2 separate regions of the Ovis aries genome follow, and region 1 is linked to region 2. Evidence: chromatin contacts called from public Hi-C data. All regions are on one chromosome and are shown on one strand. Each heading gives the region's core, a stretch centred on a gene start, on an enhancer-like site or on the middle of the called end of the contact. The rest is flanking DNA. Distances are from core to core; before and after follow the strand shown.

The links. Hi-C and Micro-C count contacts between places; a contact is called where the count stands out from the background.
Region 1: a Hi-C map of liver shows a contact between it and region 2, with 8 times the contacts expected there. The contact joins two enhancer-like sites. A contact is called at or near these places in 8 of 16 Hi-C or Micro-C datasets (hypothalamus, liver, mixed tissues and 3 more).

Annotation. Positions count from the first base shown.
Region 1 is chr20:20,151,941-20,158,085 of ARS-UI_Ramb_v3.0, forward strand. No RefSeq gene overlaps it. Among named protein-coding and RNA genes, the nearest start is that of ADGRF5, 32 kb to the left of the region's middle. Within about 2 kb of position 4,516, at least 3 of the 54 cell types and tissues checked have an H3K27ac peak or open chromatin away from gene starts, as enhancers often do. A contact at or near this core is called in liver, where this site is marked.
Region 2 is chr20:19,996,732-20,002,146 of ARS-UI_Ramb_v3.0, forward strand. MEP1A (meprin A subunit alpha) reads left to right here. Exons shown (of 14, transcript XM_042236872.2): 14 at 278-1,073. The coding sequence ends at 434. Among named protein-coding and RNA genes, the nearest start is that of MEP1A, 28 kb to the left of the region's middle. Within about 2 kb of position 3,305, at least 3 of the 54 cell types and tissues checked have an H3K27ac peak or open chromatin away from gene starts, as enhancers often do. A contact at or near this core is called in liver, where this site is marked.

The sequences.
Region 1 (6,145 bases), core at 3,266-5,765, 160 kb after region 2:
CCTAATCTCCTGCCCTTAGCCTAGAACGTTCCCTCTCGGAGTTCTCTAAGTCAGTGGTTCCCAAATTTGAGTGTGCATCAGAGTCCCCAAATTTGTTGTTCAGTCACTAAGTTGTGTCCAACTGTTTGTGACCTCATGGACAGTAGCACCCCAGACTTCCTTGTCCTTCACTATCTTCCAGCTGCTGCTGCTGCTGCTAAGTCGCTTCAGTCATGTCCGACTCTGTGCGACCCCATAGACGGCAGCCCACCAGGCTCTGCCATCCCTGGGATTCTCCAGGCAAGAACACTGGAGTAGGTTGCCATTTCCTTCTCCAATGCATGAAAGTGAAAAGTCAAAGTGAAGTCACTTAGTCGTGTCCAACTCTCAGCGACCCCATGGACTGCAGCACACCAGGCTCCTCTGTCCATGGGATTTTCCAGGCAAGAGTACTGGAGTGGGGTGCCATTGTTTGCTCAAACTCATGTCCATTGAGTCAGTGATGCCATCCAACCATCTCATCCTCTGCCAAACCCTTCTCCTTCTGCCAGTCTTTCCCAGCATCAGGTTATTTTCCCCAGGAGGCCTTTGTACAACAGAGGTCCCTGGGATCCACTCCAGAGTTTCTGATTTAGGAGGTCTGGAGTGAGGCCTACAAATTGTCATTTCTGACAATCTCCAGACATGCTGATGTTGCTGGTTGGGACTATAGTTTGGGCATCATCGCTCTAGTCTAAATGAAAGTGGGCAGGTGCACAGCATGTTTGCAGAATTTAATACGTAAACCCTTGTTAACATAAATTCTGGAAGTGATTTCATGAATACAGCTTATTTTTAAATAAAGCTTGATGAGGAAGGGCTGTATAACATTCCCATCATCAGGTGATGTAGAGGACAGGCAGGGCTGTCTGCCCCAACCCAGTCTACTTCAGGAAAACAAAGTCATGTTATCACCAGCAGCAGGCAAAACTTTCATGCCACAAAGAGTTGTCCTTGGCAGTGCTCGGTCATGTGTTGTCACGGAATCCACAGCCACCTCGCCATGCCCTGTTGGGGGACATGGCTGAGATCTAAGAACCAGGAAACCTTATCCACAAAAGCAATGTGTCCCTTGGCAGCACATCACACTGGGGTGCTCCTCTGCTCTGGTTTCAAGTATCAGGTCAGAATTCCAGAGGGGTGTTGCCTCCCATCTGGTTGGCATAAATGTAGCTGTTGGCAATGCTTTATCTGTGATTCCTAGCCAGCAAGATAAAGTCATGCCAAACCCACATGGTATTCTTTGGTGATAAATTTCTTTCTCCCAAGGTGTTACCTATGCAGAGGCACAGAATCAGAGAAAGTCAGGACTGGATGGGATCGCTGAGCTTATCTCATGAATGCAGAACTGTGGTTTTACCGATGGGAAATTGACCTGCAGAGAAATGATGGAGGCCAACTAGTGTGCAAGCGTGCATGCTCAATCTCTTCGCAACCCCACAGACTGTAGCCCGCCAGGCTCCTCTGTCCATGGAATTCTCCAGGCAATAATGCTGGAATGCCTTGCTATTTCCTATTCCAGGAGCTCTTCCCTAACCAGGGACTGAACTCGAGTCCCCTGTGTCTCCTGCATTGGTAGGCGAGTTCTTTACCACTGCACCACCTGAGGTTGAGCCAAAGGACTCCGTCTGAAAGAGAATTCTCTACATTAGCCCCACGGAGCCCATTAAGGCTATGTACCTGGGCACATTTTTTTAGGATCAAGCCAGGTGAAATGGGGACCAATCACAAAAGAATTTGTGGTCATCAGTGGGGCTCTTCCCCCATCATTTGTCCTCTTCTCAAGTTCTAACCCTTCCCTGACCTTGCCTGGGTTATCTGGAGAATCTGGAGTCAAGTCTGGAAAAATTACTTCATGGTACAGACTCAGAGTCTGGTATTTATCCCAAAGCAATAAATCTTTATTCTCAGAATATTAGGAATGGTTGCTGCTTGCATGGAGTGAAGCTGAGAGGTTTTCTGAATATGGAAATGACAACCCACTCTAGTATTCTTGCCTGGAGAATCCCATGGACAGAGGAGGCTGGTGGGCCCCATGGGGTCGCAAAGAGTGGAGTGCTCTGGACCCCTTCTTAGGCATGCAAATTACCTAAACTCTGAGTCCCAGCTTCATCTGTAGAAGGGGGAAAATAATATGCAACTTATTGTGTCATTTTTAGGATCAAAGGGTGTGATCTATGCTGAGTCTAGCACAGAAACTGGAATCCCAAGGGCCTTGGTCCCTTCTATTCCCTCTCCTATCTTTTCTCTCAAAACCCATTGTGTGCTAGTGTAATTGGGAAGAATAAACGTGACTCCACATTGGATCTGCTTCTTTTACTTTAAATTGTGTATTCTATTGTTTTTCCTCTTTCCCCAGGGGAGGTGCAACATTCCTGGAGGTACTGCAATACCAGATTGATACATGGAGTGGACAGAGAAAGCTATTGCTTTTGCTACAAGCTAAGAATGATGCTAAAGCCGAAACTCCAGTACTTTGGCCACCTCATGCAAAGAGTTGACTCATTGGAGAAGACTCTGATGCTGGGAGGAATTGGGGGCAGGAGGAAAAGGGGACGACAGAGGAGGAGATGACTGGATGGCATCACCGACTCAATGGATGTGAGTTTGAGTGAACTCCGGGAGAGGGTGAAGAACAGGGAGGCCTGGTGTGCTGAGATTCTTGGGGTCGCAGAGTCGGACACGACTGAGCGACTAAACTGAACTGAATCACTAATGGGCTGTTGCCTAAGACTTAAAGTATACATAATGGCCCATCTGGGGGAACCCTGACTCCCCTGCCTGAGCAGTAAGCTAAAATGCCTTTGTTTAGCTAACAAGAAACATCCTGACCAGTGAAAGAAAGTGTTAGTGTTAGTTGCTCAGTCCTGTTCAACTCTTTGAGACCCCAGGGACTGTAGCCTGCCAGCTCCTCTGTCATGGGATTTCCTAGGCAAGAATACGGCAGTGGATTGCGATTTCCTTCTCCAGGGGATCTTCCAACCCAGGGACTGAATGCAGGTCTCCTGCACTGCAGGCAGATTCTTTACTATCTGAGCCACCAGGGAAGCCCTTAGCCAACTTACAAATAGTTGTAGAAAAAAAGAAATGAACACATCTCTTGAAGTCTGATTGGAACCAAGAAATATTTACAATGTACCACTTTTTTTAGGGTTTCCCTAGTAGCTCAGACAGTAAAGCATCTGACTGCAATGCAGGAGACCTGGGTTCATTCCCTGGATTGGAAGATCCCCTGGAGAAGGAAATGGCAACCCACTCCAGTATTCTTGCCCGGAGAATCCCATGGACAGAGGAACCTGATGGGCTACAATCCACGGGGTCACAAAGAGTCAGACACGACTGATGGACTAGCACACACACACACACACCCTTTTTCACTTGACATCTTCATGTTCTTGTCTTGGCTCCTTAAACTAGCATCCAAATCTGGGCAAGATGGTGTTTTGGAACACTAGTCCACCATCTTCATCTGCTGACTTTCCAAATAAAGTCCCCATTGCTTACCCCAACACTTCATCTCTGGATTTATTGGCCTGTCGTGGGGTGAGCAGCAGGAGCTTGGACTAGGGGACACAAAGGCAAGCCCTGGCAGCTAGTGCAGGGCTGAGGAGCAAATTGTAAGCAGCCTTGATCTTTCCGGATACATCTTTGAGGACTTAGCAAATCTTTGCTCTGAATGAAGTCACTGTTTTATGTTTTTGTTTTGTTTCCTCTACTCCTATGACCTTGGGTACAAAATGGAATCTGTGAAGAGCTGGGGTAACTTGTCCATGGAAGTTCACGTGTGACAAGACTGCAGAAAATCTGCCAGACCGTTTTCTCCCAAAGTAAACAATGAATGTGAAAGTCTAGGAATATTCACACTCCATTTGGCACCACGTATTTGAATTAACTCTGCATATTCCTAAGTTAGTGCTTCCCCAGTGGCTCAGTGGCAAAGAATCCGCCTGCTAATACAGGAGACACAGAATATGCGGGTTCAATCCCTGGGTCGGGACGATCCCCTGGAGTAGGAAATGGCAGCCCACTCCAGTACTCTTGCCTGGAAAATCGCATGGACAGAGGAGCCTGGTGGGCTACAGTCCGTGGTGTTGCGAAGAGTCGACTGACCGAGCGTAAGGACTGCTCCTTTTCCTAAGTTACCCAATGTACATCCTTTGAGACAACTCACATTTAAATAAAACACTGGTTTTCTAGCAAGTGAAAATCACCTGCCAACCATGGCTAATTTCTCCTTTTGCTTAAAAGCAACTTCTAACTCTTTGCCAGCACCCTTGGGCATAAATCCAGGAAACAGAGGTTTTGTTTCCCAATCCCAAACAGAGCTATTATGCTCTTAGTTCCCTAATCTCTTTTACTAGACAAAACACAGCAGCAACACTGTAAATTGTTCCTAATTAGAGTAGTTGGATTAAAATGCCTTTCATCTCCCCAGATTCCAGGCTGGCTCTCGGGTGTATTTAAGCATTGAGCAATTCGTCCAGAGCTTATTTCTTGGTCAGAGCCCGCCCCCTGAAGTTTAATAAAGGTAAGTACAGCACAGCTCTGCTGTCTTCTTAACAAAAGGCAAATTGTCTTTCCCCATAAGAACAGAAAGAAATAGATTTGGGGCTTTTGAAAATCTATACCTGGCTGAGATCTAGAAAGATTCAACAAAATGACCATCCTTCAGCCCCTTCATTTGTTTGGAAGCACCAGAAAAACAGGGGGGAAAATTCATCTTTCTAAAATAACTAGTTGCAGATCTGTAAAGAGCTTATCCAACATGAGGCATGGCAACATCTAAACACAATTCCATTCTCTGTATTCAATGTGAAAATTTCCTCTAGTGAAATTTCTTACTCGAAGCTCATTATATTTGTGTATTAGTAATCTTCATATTCAAACTGGAATAGGCAAGTCAGGCTCTTCCTCTTTCTTGACTCTGAGCAGTAGTTAACCCAGTTGCTTCCTCGAAATCCTCTTGAAATGCTTTTCTTTGCTTTTGGATCTCATTCTTTCGGTTTCCCTCCTACTTCACAGGCTACCCTTCTCCTTCCTCTTTACTGAATCCTCTTCCTCTCCTTACTTCTAAATGATGGGGCACCTTCAGAGCTCAATGCCTGGACCTCGTCACTTCTTTCCCCATACCTGATCTCTGGTCCCATGGCTTTAACCGTCATCTCTAAGCTGAGGACTCTAAGAGTGCATTTCTAGCCCAGAACCTCCCTTGAACCATACGCTGGTATACCAAGTGACCTGCTGGACAGATTGAGGCTCTCATAGGCGTCTCCAAGACCTGAAGCAGGTGACCAAAGCTACATAAGCTTGTGGCCAAGCAAGTCAATCAAGGTGACTTCTAACTTCAGAAGTCACCAAGCTATCTCTAATCACACACACACACACACACACACACACACACACACACACACACACACTTGCATTTAACCTAAGTCACACGATATGGTTTCAAGAGTCAAATAACTCTATAATTTCCTGATTCTCGGAGATCAACTCTTTTCTAAGTTAATTATTCATCTTTGCTATGCTGGGTCTCTGTTGCTGTGCTCGGGCTCATCCAGCTGTGCCGAGCGGGGGATGCTCTCTAGTTGCGGTGCACAGGCTGGCACCGTGGTGGCTTCTCTTGTTACGGGGCACAGGCTCAAGAGTGTGTGGGCCTCAGTAGTTCAGTAGTTGTGGCGCATGGGTCTAGTTGCCTCACAGCATGTGGAATCTTCCCGGACCAAGGATTGAACTCACGTCTCCTGAATTGGCAGACGGATTCCTAACCACTGAATTACCAGAGAAGTCCCTGAAATCAGCTCTTTTAACTCATTTACTTGATTCTTTTGATATTTATTTCTGTGTTTCTAAATAACGTGCTTGCATTGTTACTCCTTGATTTCTCAGTTTTATTGATTTCCAGAAACAAACAATTAAAATTTAGATCTCTTTACCCATCCTCCCAAATATACCTCCTATTCTCCACCTTCCTGGGATATTGTTATCATTTGGGTTATAGCAAAATCATTTCACTTTACTGGCACTCTGCGTGCTCTATTTATAGCTGAGGCAGGTAGTATGTTTAATTGTTTTTCCTTTTATGCACAATATTTTATCTCTCTTAGATGTGACTTTTTTCAGTTGC
Region 2 (5,415 bases), core at 2,055-4,554:
TTCTCAGCATTTTTTGATCTCCACTTTGTTTCTTCTTTGTTAAAGTTTTATTTTGAGAGAATTCCAAATGTGCAGATACATTGATACAATACTACAGAATTCCCAGTACTTAGAGCCAACATCTTCGGTAACCAAATTCCAATTAGCAAAGCCAAGAAATGGGGGTTAGCGAATGCAAATGCTCTTAACAAAGCTGTTGTTGCTGAGTCGGTCTCTGGGTCAGGAAGCCCTGGGGGCTTATGTGGTTCCCACCCTCCCCTCTGTCCTGTCTCCCCAGGTGCGTCTCAGGTCAGGCCTTCTTCTACACGGGGGAGCGATGTCAGGCCATACAGGTGCACAGCAGCGTCCTGGGCCTGCTGATCGGAGGCGTGGCCAGCGTGATCTTCTTGACCTTCACCATCACCTCCATCCTTTACCAAACGTCAAGGCAGTGATGCCCAAGGACGTCAGCCAGAAGCAGAAATGCCCCTGCCCTTGGGCCCTCCCTTTGCTTCCGCTGCTCAGTGTAGTTTGGGGCTGTTTTCTTCAGCCTCGTTTTGCCTCCAGCCTCCTGTGTGACCCTTCTGTTTTCTATAGCCCTGCCCCCACATGGTTCTGTTACCCTGCTCCATGCTCCCAATGTACCCAGGGTGTCCTGTGACAGCACTCATATCACTTGATTGTAAATTATTTCTTTAACAGACTGTCTTTCTCAAAGACGGTAAGCTCCATGTGGGCAGACCCTCCTTTACCATGTTAGCCTGGGAGCCTGCCTGGCCCAGCACGGGGGATCACTTAACAAAAGCAAATGAATGGACCAATATCTGAATGAATAACTAAGCTATAGAAACTCTCTGCTTTCGACTGCAGGTAAGACATGGACAATGAAATGCACACTTCTTTTTGTATCAGAATCCAATTCTCAAATACCTGTTTTTCCATCGGACACAATAGTGTTATCATTCTTTGAGGATCTTGTGTGTTAAAGAATTTTAAATAAAGGCTTCTCCAAGCAACAGCATTTGCTTTCCTCCTCTGATTTGAGGGGAAAGTCTTTAATAAATTCAACAACTATTTTGTCAGTACCTTCAAAACATCCAGAATTGTATGCGAATTTGTGTGTGTGTCCATTTGGTGGGGGTGGGGAATAATCATTCAAAAGGTCTTCCTCAGTTCTTTTTAAGTTTTAAAATATATTTGATATACTATTCCTATATAAAATTATCTTATTAACAAATTGAAAGTATTAGGTAGAAGAAAGTATTTGTAGACATACTTTCTTTCCACAGCTCCTAAGGAGACCAAACTGCCCGGGGTGAGAAAGCTGCAAGAGAGATCAAATAAGGAGAGCTGAGGTTCCCATCCTCAGTCCACACAAGCCCCAGAAAACGCTGGCTCCAGAAGTTCCCTAAAAGAAAATATCAGTACTTAACAGAGCCTGAGTAGTCCAGGCTATCCCTCGTGTGTGCTCAGCTGCTCAGTCGTGTCCAACTCTTTGTGACCCTACGGACTGTAGCCCGCCAGGCTCCTCTGATCATGGGATTCTCCAGGCAAGGATACTGGAGTGGGTTGCCATTTCCTCCTCCAGGGGATCTTCCCGACCCAGGGATCAAACCTGAGTCTTCTGCGTCTCCTACGTTGGCAGGTGGATTCTTCACTACTGCACCATACTGCGCCACCTGGGAAGGTGTTACATTATCAGCCTTCTAAGCATATACTTCATGGCCGTTCTGGAAATAAACATAAGGGGTTAAGAAGAGTCCCTTTCATGCACAGGTGTGAGAAGAGTCTGTAGCAGGTGCAACTTCTGCACCGAACACTGACTCTCTAGCCAAAGGTGTGTCAGCACCTTTGCTGCATCAGCACCCAGGGGGATTGGTTAAAACACAGATCACAGGCACTGCCCCCAGAATTTGTCATTCAGTAGCTCTGGGATGGAGTCTAAGAATTTGCACATCTAGCAGGTTCCCAGGTGATGCTGATGCGAGAACTGCTGCTTTAGTGGACAGAAAAGAGGCCTGAACTTTAGGCTCCCTGGCTACAGGCTTGAGTGGGCCATCTATTAGTAACTTGCTCTGCAACTGTCATAAAATCACTCATACGCTCGGTCTTCCTTTACTAATCTGTCGGATGGAAGTAATAGCTGTCTACCTCCTCCCAGCTCACTTTATTTTATTTAAAACCTGTTTATTTATTTGGTTGTACTGGGTCTTAGTTGTAGCATATGGGGTCCTTGTTGCAGCATCTTTAGTTGTGGAATGTGAGATCTACTTCCCTGACCAGGGATCAAACCCCAGCCTGCTGCATCGGGAGCATAGAATCTTAGCCACTGGACCACCAGTGACGTCTGTAAGCCCACTTTAACATCTGCAGGGTTACAGAGTAATAAAATGGGGTGATAGACAACAGCGTAGAGTTAAAATATGTGCAGAGTGCTGTCTAACTTTCAGATTGGAGAGATCTACTTTCAGCAAAGCTGGCATCCTTTCATGCTCCATCAGAGACTGGAAAAGGAAGTGGTTCCATGTTTGCACAGAACACTAGCATGGGCTGCCCCAAGATGAAATTATAAAGTGGAATTAAGGTTGGAGATGTCTTAGCTTCTCCACCCTTCGTGTCATCTGATTCTCCCTCTCTTGTTTCCTGTGTTCAGAACACTCCCCACCGTGGGAGTCTGTCTCCATCACAGGAAAGCAACAAGTGAGGTGGCGATGTGCTCATGTTCTAGGTCAGACACTGCATTCGGTATCATTCTTGAGCTGTGTGACTCTGGGAAAGTGATTAACCTCTCTGTGCTTAGTTTATTCATCTGTAAAATGAAGAGAAAAAGAATACTTCCTCCACCCTGTCAGGGGTTGTTGTCAGGCTTAAATTAGATTCTAGGACAGCACCAAATAAATAGCAAGAACTCAATAAATGTTGGTTGACATAGAGAGTTATCAGCTGTTTTCCATGGAGGGTACATTTCCTGTCCTATGTTGTGTCCCTCTCCTGGAGGTTGGTCCATGTTAAGCCTCATCTCTCCTTGTGATTTTGTTTGTTAAAAGGATGTCCTGCACAAGAGAGAAGGGCTGAGAGCTATCCTGAGGGCTATGAGTAATTTCCCAGGCATATGACATTCCCCTGCAGTCGGAAGTCATCTGCCTCTCATGCAAAGCCGGGTCAGCTTGTCCCTCTGCCCCAAGGGGCCGGCCCTTTCGGCAGCTGTACTGTTTACTTCTGAATCTTCTTGGATCACATTTGGCTGCAGAGTCAGTGGCCCCCTCTTCATTGTGTGTCCCAGAGACTAGGCTAAAACCTTACCAGCTGGCCGTGGCTGCTGGCTGATGTGTCCCTAGCCCTGAGACAGCTGCAGAATCAACACAGCCTGAAAACGAAAGCCCAGCCCAGCAGTAGGTTTCTGTGGGTGAATGAAAAAAACAGGAATAAGACCATCCTGGTTCACCCTCTAGAAGGTGCATAGAGGGGGAAGTGGGAAGGTCCCTAGGAGCTTGGAAGGCCCCGGTTTTAACTTCCTCAAGTTGCCTTCTACACTCCTGTCTGAAATGAGGGGGCCAGGTGATTTCCCAGGCTGCTTTTAGCTTTGCTTTTAGATCCATAAATAAGACTCTGTCCATGAAGGAGGATAAAAGACAGAAGGAGGGAGTGATCCCGGCTAGTACCCCTCAGAAATGCACGCCTGCCCGCAAACCCATCACACCGAGTGCAATTGCGTGTCTATAATCTGACATCGCTTTCTGCATCATTTCTTTTTCTCCTGCGAGGATCATAATATGAAAGTGTTAGGAGGAGGGCATCGAGAGTCATTTTTCGTGCCTGGTTTCTGTCATTCCTTTCATACGTCCGTCCCAAGTTACTTGTCCTCTGCCCGCCGCCTTCCAGGCTCTCACCCACCAGCTAACAGTAGCTGCACACCTTCGAGGTCCCGCCAAGGGGCTCAGCGGAGGCGCTTCCTCTAATAACCGGCAGGTGGCGATCAAGCCTCAGGAGAAGCCGGCGGGCCCCTCTTGCATTGAGTCGGGTGGCGGGTAGGGGTGGGCCGTTTGGCAGGATGGAGGACCCAGGATGATACCCATCAAAAGTGGTTCCCAAAAAGGCGGGGTCCTAAGTCAACACAGGGACATGGGAAGTGGGAGGTGGCAGCCATCTGCTCAGGACTTGCCCACTCAGTTCCTGTTTCTTTTCATGATGAGGAAAGAGCCTGGTGGTTTTTTTTTTTCCTTGTTGTTTTTTGTTTGCTTTTTTTCTGGACTTCTGAATTTGCTGTTTAGTTTCTAATAGTCATCAGCATGCTTCGTTTGGGACTTGGCTCTGCATGAAAAAATAAAAACCTTGGGATGAGAACGGGCTGGAGTAACCCCCGAAGTTGGCCCATTCGTGCAGGGGGACACTCATGACCTTTCAGTTTGTCCCCTCAAAGTTTTCAGGTGAAAAGGAAAGAAGAGATGTCTAGATAATTACTTTTTAAATAGACAAGATGCTTGTATCTAGATCAAACCCACACCACATGGAAACTAGTATTTGGAGATAAATAATAGGATTCTGGCACAGGGCTGGCTTTAGTAATTGTGCCCATCTTTCTTCTTTTATTTTCCCTGTCTGCTCCATATTCAGTTAATTGTAGAGTCATGAAAATTGTTTCCTCTTGAGAGCATATAAGAGGATAAACTTCGACATCTGTCCACCAGGACATAAGGAAAGATGGGGCGGTGAGGTTGGTAAATGGGAACAATTAGGGGCTTCATCCCCACCCCACTTCCTTCAGGACCAGGGATGGGAACAGAGAGACAGGGGGCTGTGTCAGGCCTGGCCCAGGGGGCAATTCTGCTCTCTGCTCTTGGCCACTGCTTGACACTGGCGGAGATAAAGGGTGATTTGCAATGAGCCCCCAGAGGGACAGGTGGCCTGTGAGTGATGTTGCTGCTCCTGGGAGAGAGGACACCTGGGGTCCATCTGATGCTGGGGAGGCCATATTCAGAGCAGGCCTCCCCTGGGAACCCACTCATCATGGCTTCATAGGCTTTCCTGCTTCCCCCAGCTTTCATCCCCTGGGACAGGCCCTCTGACCTGAGCTCAGAGGGCCCTGAGGTAGTCATGGCGAGAAGTCAATCTCTAGGGGTCCCCACCTGCAGGAGGGTTGAAGGCACCTGGGGCTGGTCTGGGCCTCAGATGGCTCTCCCTACACTGGCGGGTGACAGGGTCCGGTATGTGCCCACTGGGCTGTGTGCCTGGGGCAGGGTCATGCCTAGGACTCCAGGAATTCAGACTGGACCCTTATGGGAAGTACAGAAAATCAATGTAAAGGCATGTCTTGGAGCAGCATTGCCCAAGGATTGCCAACCTGCCCATGTGCTTTGGGTCCTTGGGAGAAAAGTCATCTTGTCACCTGCAGGACAATTTCCTTGGAGGAAATCTTCAAAGTCAGTCATTTGTTGC